2 separate regions of the Anas platyrhynchos genome follow, and region 1 is linked to region 2. A link is a contact called in public Hi-C data. All regions are on one chromosome and are shown on one strand. Each heading gives the region's core, a stretch centred on a gene start, on an enhancer-like site or on the middle of the called end of the contact. The rest is flanking DNA. Distances are from core to core; before and after follow the strand shown.

Region 1 (6,041 bases), core at 3,256-5,755, 58 kb after region 2:
GGAAGAGAGAAAAGCCAACACAGCCAAGCCCTCGTTAGCAGCCCTAATTTAACTAGAAGATTGCCAGCGCAGGCCTACTGCAACGGCACAACCTGGCACGCGTCCGAACACCAGGTAAGCGTTGCCAGAACCTCACCCCGACTTCACACAGATCTCTGACGTTCCTGAGAGCGATCCTGTATTTCTTGCTGTACTCCCAGGCTTTAGGGAAGCCGCCGCAAACCTCCGCTCCCATGCGGAGCGGTGCCACGTACCGCCTGTGTGCTGCTTTCTGCGAGGGACTGCAGCACAGTCAGCTGAAGCACCTTGCAAAAACAAAAGCAGACGTTCAACCACCGAGGGAACATCAGCAAAACCCAAGTGTCCATGCACGACAATGCTGAACTTCACAAACACATAAAAATGCTGACCCTTCCTCTCCACTTCTCAGAAACAGAAGCAAAGGGTAGGGATGGAGAGCTGTAAGGGAAGAGAAAGAATTTTTTTAACAACTGTTGCTTAAAAACCCACTCCGAAGCTGCTACGAAGCCCTGCTGCAATAACCTGAAAAATACCCGGGCTGAGGGAGAGCCAGTCCCACAACCCAACAGCTACAGCGCTGTATTAAGGTCAAGCTTACCGGTGCTTGCACATAGAGCATCAAAAACCAGGAAGCTGAACTCCCTCCAAATGCAAGGAAGTTTGGGTAAGAAAACAAAAACCTACAGATACCAGCACAGAGGCCAAGATGGCTCTAATTTGGCTCCAAGGTACGCTGCTAAATTAACCCTGAAGGGCCAGCAGGCATGCAACGCTACCCGAGTTCAGCATAGATCAATCTGTTTGTCCTTTATAGCGCAGTGTTTGCTGATGTCTAGGCTAGGAAGACACTGGTGACCTAATTATATTGATCCACAAAATTTATTCACAGCATGGGGACTTTTTAAGGAACAGCTTATTATAACACACACAAAAAATACCTCCGGAAACCTGTAAGTGGGAGCACAAAGGAGAGCAGAGAAGCACTGCGTGACTTAACGCACAGGAGTAGCATCAAGTTAAAACCACCAAGGCCCACAGAAAGCCAGCAGCCTGCAGCGCACCTTCAGCGTTCTACATTTTGGTGGAAGAAGTCCTGCTACAGAACAATCGGCTTCGTGTGGAACTCACTGCTCGGAGGCAGCCTGGAAGGGGGCAGGTCTGGCTTTAGCCTCCATCACAGCCCCAGCACGGCACCTCAGCGTGGCACGCGGGCACCCTCGCTGTCCCCCCCCAGGCAGGGTCAGAACGGAGCTGGGAGTTCTGTTCACACTGACAACTTAGAGCACAGCTTCTGCCCGAAACCAGGTTTGACTGACTACTCACCACCGCCAAAGGCACAAAGGTGTCCCAACTTACATAGAAAGTTTAATTTCTCAAAGCCGCCGCACTACGGAAATTATTCAAAGCTCTCTTGTCCTATAGCAGCTCCAGTAACTTCCCAGCCAGCACGTAACAGAACGATCATCCCACCAAAACATTCCTGTTATTCACATCCATCACACTCCAGCTTTGCTTTCCTTCAGAAAACTGATTTTAAATCTCTTCCCCTGAATTCTTCTTTTCCCTTGTTAATCCCCTTCTACAAACGCACTTCATGTAAGCAGTCCTCGTTCCTGTCCAGTTTTCTCTTACCCAATTCCTTTTCAGTTGTACATTTAATTTCATGATGTACTGAAACCCCGTGTGTCTCCATAGACACCAAGTTCACCACGTGGACGCAGCTTAGTTTAAAAAGCCCAAGTCTGAGCCGCAGTCTACCCACTAACATGCACCAATCATTTGGATCAACATTACTTGCACTGCTGCGAGGAGGAGACACGGGGACCTTGCCATGCACTCTGAGTTGCCAGGAGAAACCTGCAGCTACAGTTTATCTGCTGTGGGGTAATGCTGTCTCAACAGTCGTACCAAAACAGAAAAAAACAAACAGAGCTAAAAATAAGGCTGAACTCAGATGACCCTCTGCACTTCAGTAAAGCGCAGATGAACTATGCTCCCGAAGCCTCACTTCTGCAGCACTGCTGACAAAAGGTAACAGCTTTTGTTTGCTGCCTGGAAGCACGCACAACTTTTGGCAGAAGAAAAACCAGCCAGGACACCTGAACACAGCTCGCTGAAAAGGCACCAAGAACACGGTGTTTGTATACACCGCATGGACAGATTATTTAAAAGTTACGGAGCGGTATCAGGCAAACACGGTGTTTCTGGAACAGGCATGGCTACAAGGAAAAACAGCCCCATCACACTAACCTGCCCGCATCCCTACCTCTGACGTGTCCTCGCTCCCCAGCGCTTGGTTCCTCTCCCCCTCCTGCTCTGGGCACCCAGGTGGCTCCAGGCAAGGTGCCACGCTGCCACCGCTCCTTTAGGGAACGCACGTTCCCACCACGCCTCTTCCTTCAGGGCTGCTCTCAGAGGTCAGCCAAGGCTTCTTCCCTCGTGCGCGCAAGGCGTGTAGTGACAAAACTCACCAAAGGCAACAGCTCTCCTGCCTTAGCTGTGACCATGCTGCCACTCGGGCAAACCACCACCAAGCTCGCCCTCGGTGATGTCGGAGAAGTATTCAGATCCCTCCATGGTTCTTTTAACGATGACTTGGAAATTAAGTGCTGTAGAAACCTTAGCGCACTCCTGCTCCCAGACCCAGGCAAAGTTTGGCCATTTAACTGTCAAGGCAACCAGCATCGCATCCCGCACGGACAAGGCTGTTCCCAGACAAGCCAGCACCTTGCTGGAAGGATCGGCTGAGCACCGACTCCCCGTGTGCACGCTGGCCAGCGTTCCCCCTGTAACTCTTGGCACAACACTCCAAAGTGAGCAAATTCCCCCTGAGCAACAGTTTTACTCACCACCACCCTGCTGACTCGGTAATGACAGCACCTTTGCGCTGTTTTCCTAAATAAAGCACATGCTGGAATTACAGAGTATCACAAGCTAGCCAGAAACACCCAGCAGAGGGTATGTCCCTCCTCAGCACTCTTCATTCTTCAGAGGTTTCACTTGACCCAAACAAATCTGTAACGTCAACAGTCCCATGATTTAAGCAATATTATTTGTGGTCAGGGAAAGAATGATTCTTGCCGGAAGCTCAAGAAAACAATGGACCTAAACTGATCATAAAAGGGCTTGGTTTTCCCACCTCAAAACTGAAAGTGAGAGCAGCAAAATGCTTATACACAGGGAACACGTTTCTTAAAGAACACACACATCACACAGCTGAAACGGATCTTAAGCAAAAAAAATAAATAAACCCTCTGCTTCCATGTTAAAATATAAGTCGTTACCACCAACAAACAGCGACGCGCACTCCTGACTGTCCCCTGCACAGCATGCGACACCAATCCAGGACAACACCGGATTTCACCAAGCATGTCTTTTCGCTCCACACCCCCCCACCCCCCAAAAAAAAACTTCAGGGGGAGGAACGCCAATTCGCCAGGGGATGCTGTCCAACACTGGAAACAAAACCCAGGCAGGCACGCTCGCTCGCCACCCCACTTTCCTGCTGATCCCTGCAGTATTTACCTCCTGACTCGGGGCCTAGTCGCAGAGAACCGGAGACCTTTAAAAACATTCCCCGAGCGCCGGCCTCTCTTTGTAGCAGGGCCGTTCTGGCGGAGGGGTTTTGGGTGGAAAGCTTCTCCTGCCCATCACACACGGCCTCGCGGGGCAAGCTGCTCAGCGCCACATTCCACCTTAGATTTATTTCCACGAGCAAAGTAAAACCCCAGGAAAATCGGCCCCGGCTGGAGAGCCGGCCTTGAAACTCGCCTTTAAAAAACAACAACAAAAACCCAGCACTTACCTGGGCAGGACCCGAGGCGAAAGTGACAAAGTGACAAGCGATTTCACATTAAAAGTTCACCGGGGGGGGGGGGGGGGGGAAGGGGGAGATTGGGCCTGGGGCCCCCACGCAGGAAGCACCCCACGGGGGGGGGGGACAGGGACAGGGCAGCACAGGGGGGTACAGCGGGGGACAGAAGGGGGGGCCAGGGGCCCCTTCCCCGCGCTGCCCCAGCAGGTGCAGCCCCCTCCACGCCTGGGGGGTGCCGCGGGCCCGCCCCCTCCCCACACACACACAAAAAGGGGCCCCAAAGGGCTGCGCCCCGACCCCCTCCCCCTCCTCCCCAACCCCTCCCCACCCCCCTCCCGTCCCCCCCACCGGCCGGGGGGGCCCTCGCCCCCCGGGGAAAGGATACTGCTGGGGCGGCTGTGGCGGCAAGGCCCTGATGGTGGGGTGAGGCGCGGGCGCCGGCGCCGCCGGGTGAGGGGGAGCCGGGGGGGGAGGCGGCCCCGCTGCCGCCGCCGCCGCCGCCCCGCTGCCGGGGCCGGTCCCCGCCGCCGCCGCCGCCGCCGCCGCGCCGGGTTTCAAAGCCGCCTTCTGCGGTAAACTCATCGCCAAGCGGAGCCACCACCCCCCGGCGGGGAGCGGGGCCGGGAGCCGGGCCGCGGGCGCGGGGGGGGGGAGCGGGCCGGGGGCCGGGGCGGCGGCCGGGGCAGCGCGGCGGGCCGGCACCGGCGCCGGTCTCCGTGACAACGCGCCTCACGGAGGGCTCGCGGCGGGGAGGGCACGGCGGAGCGGGGGGGGAGCGGCTCAGGCCGCGCTGCTCATGAGCCGCCGGCGGCGGGGGGTCTCGGCGCCCCTCCCCGGGGGCAGCGGCGCCCTTCGCGGCGGCGGCTGTCGGGCGATGCCGGCGGATTTTCCTCACAGGAGCAGCGGAGCATCAAACATGGCGCCGCGGCCGCCTCCAGCAGTCCGGCAGGACGGACGCTCGGGCGCCTTCGGGCCGCTCCGGAGCCGCTCGGCCCGGCGGCGCTCGGCAAGCTTCGGCTGTTTCCGGAGGCGCTCGCTGGCGACGCGCGCTCGGGAAACCTCGGCTCCTTCCGGAGGCCTTCGCGGGGCGCACGCGCCCTCCGGCCCGGCCCGCCACTCGCCCCGCCCCGCGCGGCCCGGCGCCTCCCGTGACCCCCGCGCTCGGGAAACTTCGGCTCCCTCCGGAGGCCGAGGACGTGCGGGAGTTCGGGAAGCTTCGGGCGGGCTCGGAGGAGGGGTCCCCGCCCAGGAGGGAGCCGCTCGGAGCCCTTCGGAGCCGCTCGGGGCTCTTCGGAGCCGCTCGGGGCGAGCCGAGGCCGCAGCTTCGGGCGCTTTCGGCTCGGCGGCCGAGCGGCTCCGGAGAGCTTCGGCAGCGCTCGGCGGCGGGGCCGCGGCTGTGAGGGGGAAACGGTCCCAGAGGCGCTGCCTGTGCTGGGCGGGTGCTGCCTTCTGCCAGCAGGGACACCTCGGGTTAGGAGGGGGCTTCCCACCCCTCAGGGCATGTGCCGTGGCCGACCCTTTAGGCCAGGGTAAAAATTTAACCCCATAAGATCTTTAGGAAGAGTTTTCCGTGGTGTGTTTGCATCCCATCTGCTGTGTCCTTGTGTCGCTGCGAGCTGAGGAGGAAGATCGTACTTTAAAGCAATCACAAATAAACTCTTAGAAGTGAAAAGCTTCTTTGATTAAAGTAAACAGCTCTCTTGGTGGGATGTTCAGGCACTTAGCGAGGAACTGGTGCTGTGACTGAAAGCCAGCTGTGCGATGAGAAAGAGCGGGGGGGGGGGGGGGGCCTGGTCACTGCAGACAAGGTACCCAGTAAGCCACACACATCACACACATCTATCCACATTGCAACTGCCCAACATGTAAGCAGAATACGCAGAAATGTCTTATTTATTAATCTGAACCTTAAGGGAGAGAGGCTGGGCTCCGTTACTCTCACAAGCACCAGCATCGTATTGACCCGTGGCCTGTAAGGGTTAAAACCCTGCCTAGCACCCAAAAAAAAAAATTATTAAAAGGGTCTTGACTACGTTTATTCCTTTTGGGTCAGATCTTACCCAGACCCTGAATTATAAAACACTGTGGTTTGTGCATGTCAGCTGTGGGATGTGAAACCCATCTGCACCCACCCACGCGAGAGGACTTCAGTGTACCGCGAGGCTCCACCGGGGCCGGTGCTCCAAGGTGGGGTCAGGAGAAAAGC
Region 2 (6,216 bases), core at 1,470-3,969:
AAATCTTGTGCAAATGTGGACAATTTAAAGCAACCAAACTAACAGCACCATAAGGAGAAGTCTACAGAGAACATGGACGCAGCTCTTTCAAGCCACAGGGAGCTAAAAGTGGAATTACTGCTCCATAATCATCGAATACTTTCATGCTCCTTGCCACAGGTGGAAAGCAGCTCAGCAAGAGTCCTGCTCGCAGGACAACCTGTTTATTGATCCCAAACCCTCACCCCATGGGGCAATCCTCCTTACTCATGCTGCAAACACCTCCAGAGGTTACAGCTCAACACTTCCCTCGGCTGGCACCAAGCTAACCGTGGACGCCAGTCATTCAAGGGCTCCGACTCTGAAATGCTTTTTATGGAAGAGTGACAAAGCCACTTGCTGGGTTTTCATGAATTCCAAGAATACAGTTTTGTTAGAGTCTTTGTACTGTCAAACCACTTGAAAAGCTTTTCTAGCTAGCAAACAAACTTGTTTCTCCCCAGTTTTATCTATTCACGGGGATTTTTTTTTTGCCCTTTATGTTTACCAATGCAAACTATGTAAAGCTGTGACTCTTGTGTTGATTTCAGTGTTTATTAGGACATACTGCCTTCTACAACATTGTGCTTGTTTAAAACCATGTCTTTTTCTGAAGCATGCAAGAAATTGTATGGAACAGGAGGTATTATTACAGAAGGAATATGAGAATAGAAATTACTAAACATAAGGAAATTGGCAAGTTGTTTCACGTTATTTTCTTGTTTTCTATTATGAATAAAAATGTGTTTCAATGAGTAGTAAAGTCTGAAAAGCATCAGTATAAAACTCAGTCCACATGACTGTGATAACAGAAAATATGCACAGAAATCTCCTGAAAACAGGAATCGGTGACATTTTAAAATCACTACAGAAGAGTTCAATGACCTTCTAAAAATGCTACTTACAACACCACCACCAAAAGCTAATGATAACATTTAAACTGCTTTTGATTCACCAAAGTATCACAAGCCAAAAGAAAACTCTTCGTCTAGATCATGCATCCTGGATGCATTGTGTGGCCAAGGCACCTACCTGCGAGCTTTCTTATTCAAATAGCTACATTTACACCAGGGTGGACAGGCCAGGGAAGACACAAAGCTGGGCCAGGTTACACCTGACAGAAAGCAAGCTCAAGAAGGAGTAGAAAAACACAAATCTTCACCTGCTGGGCACACAAGACTACACAGAAAATCATTAAATGCTGTTCTCACTGAACACCCTCAAAGCAGTAAAAAGGACTAGTAGCAGCAAGAGCTGGGTCTGGAAACAGACCTAGTCCTAACCAGGCTCAATTTTTGGGCTGCAATCTTTGCTTTGCACGTGTATGTGATAAAATCATAACAGATTTTCCACCTTCCTTATTAAAAAAAATGAAAGGCTGTTTCCAGTTCTTCCTAAGTGCACAAATATTTAAGCCAATTCATCCCATCTACGTCGTAACCTTGAAATGTTAACTATTTCCAAGGTTAAATAATTATTGAAGTTCATAGCATCAATTTGCACTTAAAGCTGTATTTGGCCTTTCCCACTATCCCAGATCTCCCTTCCCCAAAAGCCTGCAGCTCTTCTTACACACAGCTGCACTCCCCAAATTAGAAGACAGCTACAAAGTTGAGCTTTCATACCCAAAAGCATCCCGAAGCCCAAAAGATGCTGACAGCAGGTGCTGAGACACAGACACGCTTTAAGTTTCCAGCACAGGTTTAAACTAAGGAAGCAAAAGGCACAGCGATGAATCAAAAACACAGAAAGACGTTATATGAACAAATTTTCCAAGCATTATTAGCCCAATCAAACAACTGCTAATCCTATTACAAAACACAGAGTTCAGTTTTACTTCCAGCAGGTCTTTAACACAAAGGCCGGAAGAAGATTACACTTCTCCTGGATTTATCAGCTATTAAATAACTCGTATTTTCAAATCTCCACCTGAAGTCATGTACTCCTTACAAGCTCCAAATTAATGAGCTGCATTACTAATACTCACCGTGAAGAAGCTCGAGCCAGATGTCCAGAAGCATACACAAGGAAAGAAGGGAGAAGTACGAGAGGTGGAATCGCTGGCTCCTCAAGAAAATACATCAGTGTGTACGTGTGGAGGGCAGGTTTCCTGCACACAAAGCACCACCACACGTCCGGCTGTTTATATTTTTTGTACCCTATATCTGGTACAGAATAGGGTACGTTCCATATCTGGTACGGACAGAAGACCCAAGACACTGAAATCTGCTGTTCAGAGGCAGAAGATGGGCAGCATGCAGCTGCCGGTTTCTCTCTTGACCAGGTCCAGCCTCATCTGCTTCGTTTACGCAAGGAGAGCTTGATCTCTCATTCTACGTCCACATCATTGTGGCTGCACAGACAATTGCTAATTAGTATCTGGCAACCATACCTGCTCCACAAGTTACGAGACCCTGTGCATTTTTAATTGGCGTGAAATCTGCTACAACACCACCTTACACAAAACGAGGAGCTTCCTGTACAGAAAAGCTCTCTGGGGCGAAGAGTTCAGCAGCAAGCTTGGAGAACCAACTCTGACAAAGGTGCCCACAAATACGTTCTCCAAACAGAGAAATGAAGGACAGGGTGTTTGCACAAACAAGATGATAAAATTAGAGAGCCCCTCGTGCTTCAGGGACTGTGGGAGTTTATTATCTGACCTTACAGCAATTGCTTTTTCGTGGCAAAGTACACATGGACGCAGATAACAGGGAACGGTTGCGTTTGGGGGAAGAGGAGCGTCAGGCGCAGCCTGCAGGCTACGAGACACAGAGGGTCGCTGCCTCCAGTGCGAGGAGCAAACAGCTCGTCCCAGGGCACCTGACTTACCCCAGGGTGCAAAGAGGTGAGATCAGGATTAAGTTACATTCCTTCTTCCATTCCAATTCATAAATAAATGTAACTTTATTAAAAGCACCTAAAATCTAAATTGGGCAATGAACGATGGGAGGGAATAGTGAATAAACATTATGGTTACAACAGAATTCCAGCTCCTGTAGAAAGGATCCAAGGTAATAAAAAAGGGGGCTTGGGGATTGCCTATAAACATGCCACAGATGGCATACAGACATGCTTCCTGGCACAGATTCCCAGACCTTAAGGTACTAAGGAATGTCTCACTGCTATTACAAACGCTAATTTAGCTATGGTGACATTTTTGAGGACCAGAATGAGACCACAAAACTCTTTTCACTTAAGGCAAAGAACCAGATGGTAACAAGTTTCAGCTAGTACAATCTGTTTTGGATTTATATCAGCCACCTAAAAGTCAAGGTCTCTGTATACCAGGATCCTGAGAGTTCAGTTCTCTTGCACTTTTGTTTTCTATGGGTGTATCTTGGCATTGTTAGAAACAGATAAGGGATTATTAAACACAGCTGTCAATAACTACAACAGCCTCAGAGGAAGGTCTTGTTAGATGTCACGGGGTCTTCTGCTACTGGTTGCTCAATCCTTTCAGCCTAACAGGTAGCCATGGGCACAAAGCACTGATCTGCTCAGCACACAGCGTGACCACAACAAGACCTAGAGCTTTCACTGATTACAGAGGAAATTCCTTGTTCCAAGAGTTGCTGGTCAGCGCTTACAAACTGTAGTCCCAGACTAAAGGAATCCGTCAGCACACGCATCAGAGCCCACACTTTTCAAAGCTAAGGCAGAGAAAGCCAAGAGTCTTTCGGAACAGCATTTCTGAACCACTCTCCTCTTGTGTTGCTTCATCTCCAGAATGCCAGAATCCACTACACTTGTTCCCCAGGATCCTTCAAAACACTCCTAGGTCTTGGGGAGGAAGATGAAATTGTCTTCTGATGCCCTGAGCTTTGCACGCTGCCTCCTGCCCTCGCCTCCTGCTCACACTACGACTGAAGAACTCCTCTTCCTCTTTTGATCACTCGGTGGACAGAGGGAAGCATTTTTCTGTGGACTCCTTCCAAGTAGCAGTCTGGTTGCTTTGGAAGAGCTCTACTTTATCGTTACTCCCTTCTTAAGGCACGACTACACAATAAATTACTGTAACGTAAAGCCGGAGCGGGGGGCAGATTTACAGCTTCTCAGCTGCTTTGTGTTAACTGCCCGTGTGAATGCTCTTTGCCTGCACTACTCACACTGGACTCCTCACATCCATCACAGGATGAGAGAGCTCAGGCAAGCAGCAACCCTGCAGTGCCCTGTGTTCTGCAACCCCACGAGCTCCCCTACCTGATCTCATCTTAACTTGCTCCGGTAGCCATGCCCAGGGAAAAACTTATCTGCTCCTTTGTGCTGATTTCTCCTTTTCTCTGCATGCCAAGAAAGTGAATTGTCTTGAGTTCCTCCTGAAGTCTGCAGGCCCAGAGAGGAGGCAGAGGAGATGTGCCGCTCCTCTCCCAGTCTGCACGGGGGGCCCTCTGTGCAAAGAACAGAAATATGAAATTCTGTGTTCGTGGGGCCACATCTGGCCATAACATCACTGAGGCAACATGTGCTGTGCATTCCCAAACGCTAGCGGAGTTCAACGCATTCCAGAGAGCAGCATGATTTCAAGGCCCTGGAATCTGGGAAGGTCGGGGGAAGCAGAAACACTGCCTCTTGCTGCAGAGACAGGGGGTGTGGGACTGCGTCTCATCGCTGACAAGCTCTTCTAGTTTTGCTACAGAAACTAATTCTGAAGGGCAGCAAAGTGCCAGAGGCTGATCATTATGAAAGTCTTCAGAGGAAGCCTAACAGCAAGCCTCTCTACTGCTTTGGGTATGTTACATGGAAAAGGTAGAAGAATGAGTGAGAAAAACACCAAACCACACAGCACCACACAAGACATCTGTTTCTGTTTATTTAAATAAAGTTAAAGGAAAGCCAGCTACAAAGGTACAACATACATTTGCACCTGACTTTTCTTCCCAAAAGACAATAAATACCCCATACATCCTCCCGATCCGTCTTATCCTAGCTTTGTTTCCCAGTTCTCCTACAGAACACCCAGTACCATCCTGGAACCTCATCACAGGCCTGTGAAGCGGTCCCGCTGCCTCAATACCTAGATTTTTTTGTACAGGACAGTAGCTCCTTGTATCACTTACCAGCATTTTAAGGCATTACCTACCTCCCACTACCCAAACTTACTGGAACAACTTTACAGCTGTCAGAACAGCAAGGGGACCGCTCCTTACGCCTCACATCTAGATGGCTAGAACAGAAGATACCCACATTCTGCTGCCTGTGGCCATCCCTCAATTCCAGTCATCTGAGCCTAATATTTCAAGCCACAAAGCTGAAGAGAGGAAGGAGGTTCAGACATATGCCATGTGTAGAAATTTGTGGAAACGCAGCATTTATTAACCTTCTATTCCCCTCCACATTACTGCTTCTGGAAGAACGTAGCAGGAGCTCCGAGCCCCCAGAGGAGGGATGCTGAGATACCAGACACGAGCAAGGGACTGATCTCTTTGCAGAGCACAGCACTGACAGTCAGCAAGCAGAGTGATCTGGGGCCACACAAGTAACACATGTGCTATCACTCTGGCAAAATGGTTTTTAGAACATAGCAATATCTGAAGCCCAAAACCATATGTATATATTTTCATTCACTGCTGACTAAACACCAGTCCCCACCTTGAAAAGACTCGGTTTTAAGAATATTCATTGAGTCATGGTTCTGGGGATAACACAACGACCCCTTAATCAGATTCTAACTCAAATGGAGCTGTCTCTTCCTTATCTTTTTAGTTACTCTTTCAAATCAAGAACACACACGTTAGGCACAACTGGACAAACGCAGACGACCTTTGCTCAGTGCTCTATCAGGAACACAGCATGGGTTGTTACGATACGCAGAGCTTTGAAATGCCATATTGCTGCTGCAGAAATCAGTAATAAACCATTCATCGGAGCACCACGTCAGCTCAAGTCACTTTATATCAAAAGGGAAATAGCCGGATTCAAGGGGGCCAAACAGATGAAAAGAACAATTACAGCATGGAAAAAGCTCTCATGTGATGAGAGATTTAAAGGGCTTTGATTGTTTATCCAAATGAAAACAAATAAATGAAGTCATTGTAGAATTTCCCCCAAAAAGCAGTCTGGAAACAGGAGACTTCCACTCACCTCATTTCTTAATGCAAGCACAAGAGGGCATTCAATGAAACCAACAGGAGAAAAATGATAGATGCAATAAAAAGCTAACACTTGCATCTAACACGCTGCTAAACTGGAGAACTTGTT

The links. A called contact is a pair of places that touch in the nucleus more often than the background predicts.
Region 1: a contact with region 2 is called in a Hi-C map of skeletal muscle, with 3 times the contacts expected there. The contact joins the promoter of EIF4G3 here to the enhancer-like site in region 2. A contact is called at or near these places in 3 of 8 Hi-C or Micro-C datasets (liver and skeletal muscle).

What each region holds. Positions count from the first base shown.
Region 1 is chr22:7,784,493-7,790,533 of IASCAAS_PekinDuck_T2T, forward strand. EIF4G3 (eukaryotic translation initiation factor 4 gamma 3) reads right to left here and starts at 4,506. Exons shown (of 37, transcript XM_072026772.1): 1 at 4,221-4,506. The coding sequence starts at 4,417.
Region 2 is chr22:7,728,767-7,734,982 of IASCAAS_PekinDuck_T2T, forward strand. All of the region lies in intron 3 of EIF4G3 (eukaryotic translation initiation factor 4 gamma 3), which reads right to left. Among named protein-coding and RNA genes, the nearest start is that of EIF4G3, 57 kb to the right of the region's middle. Within about 2 kb of position 2,720, at least 5 of the 8 cell types and tissues checked have an H3K27ac peak or open chromatin away from gene starts, as enhancers often do.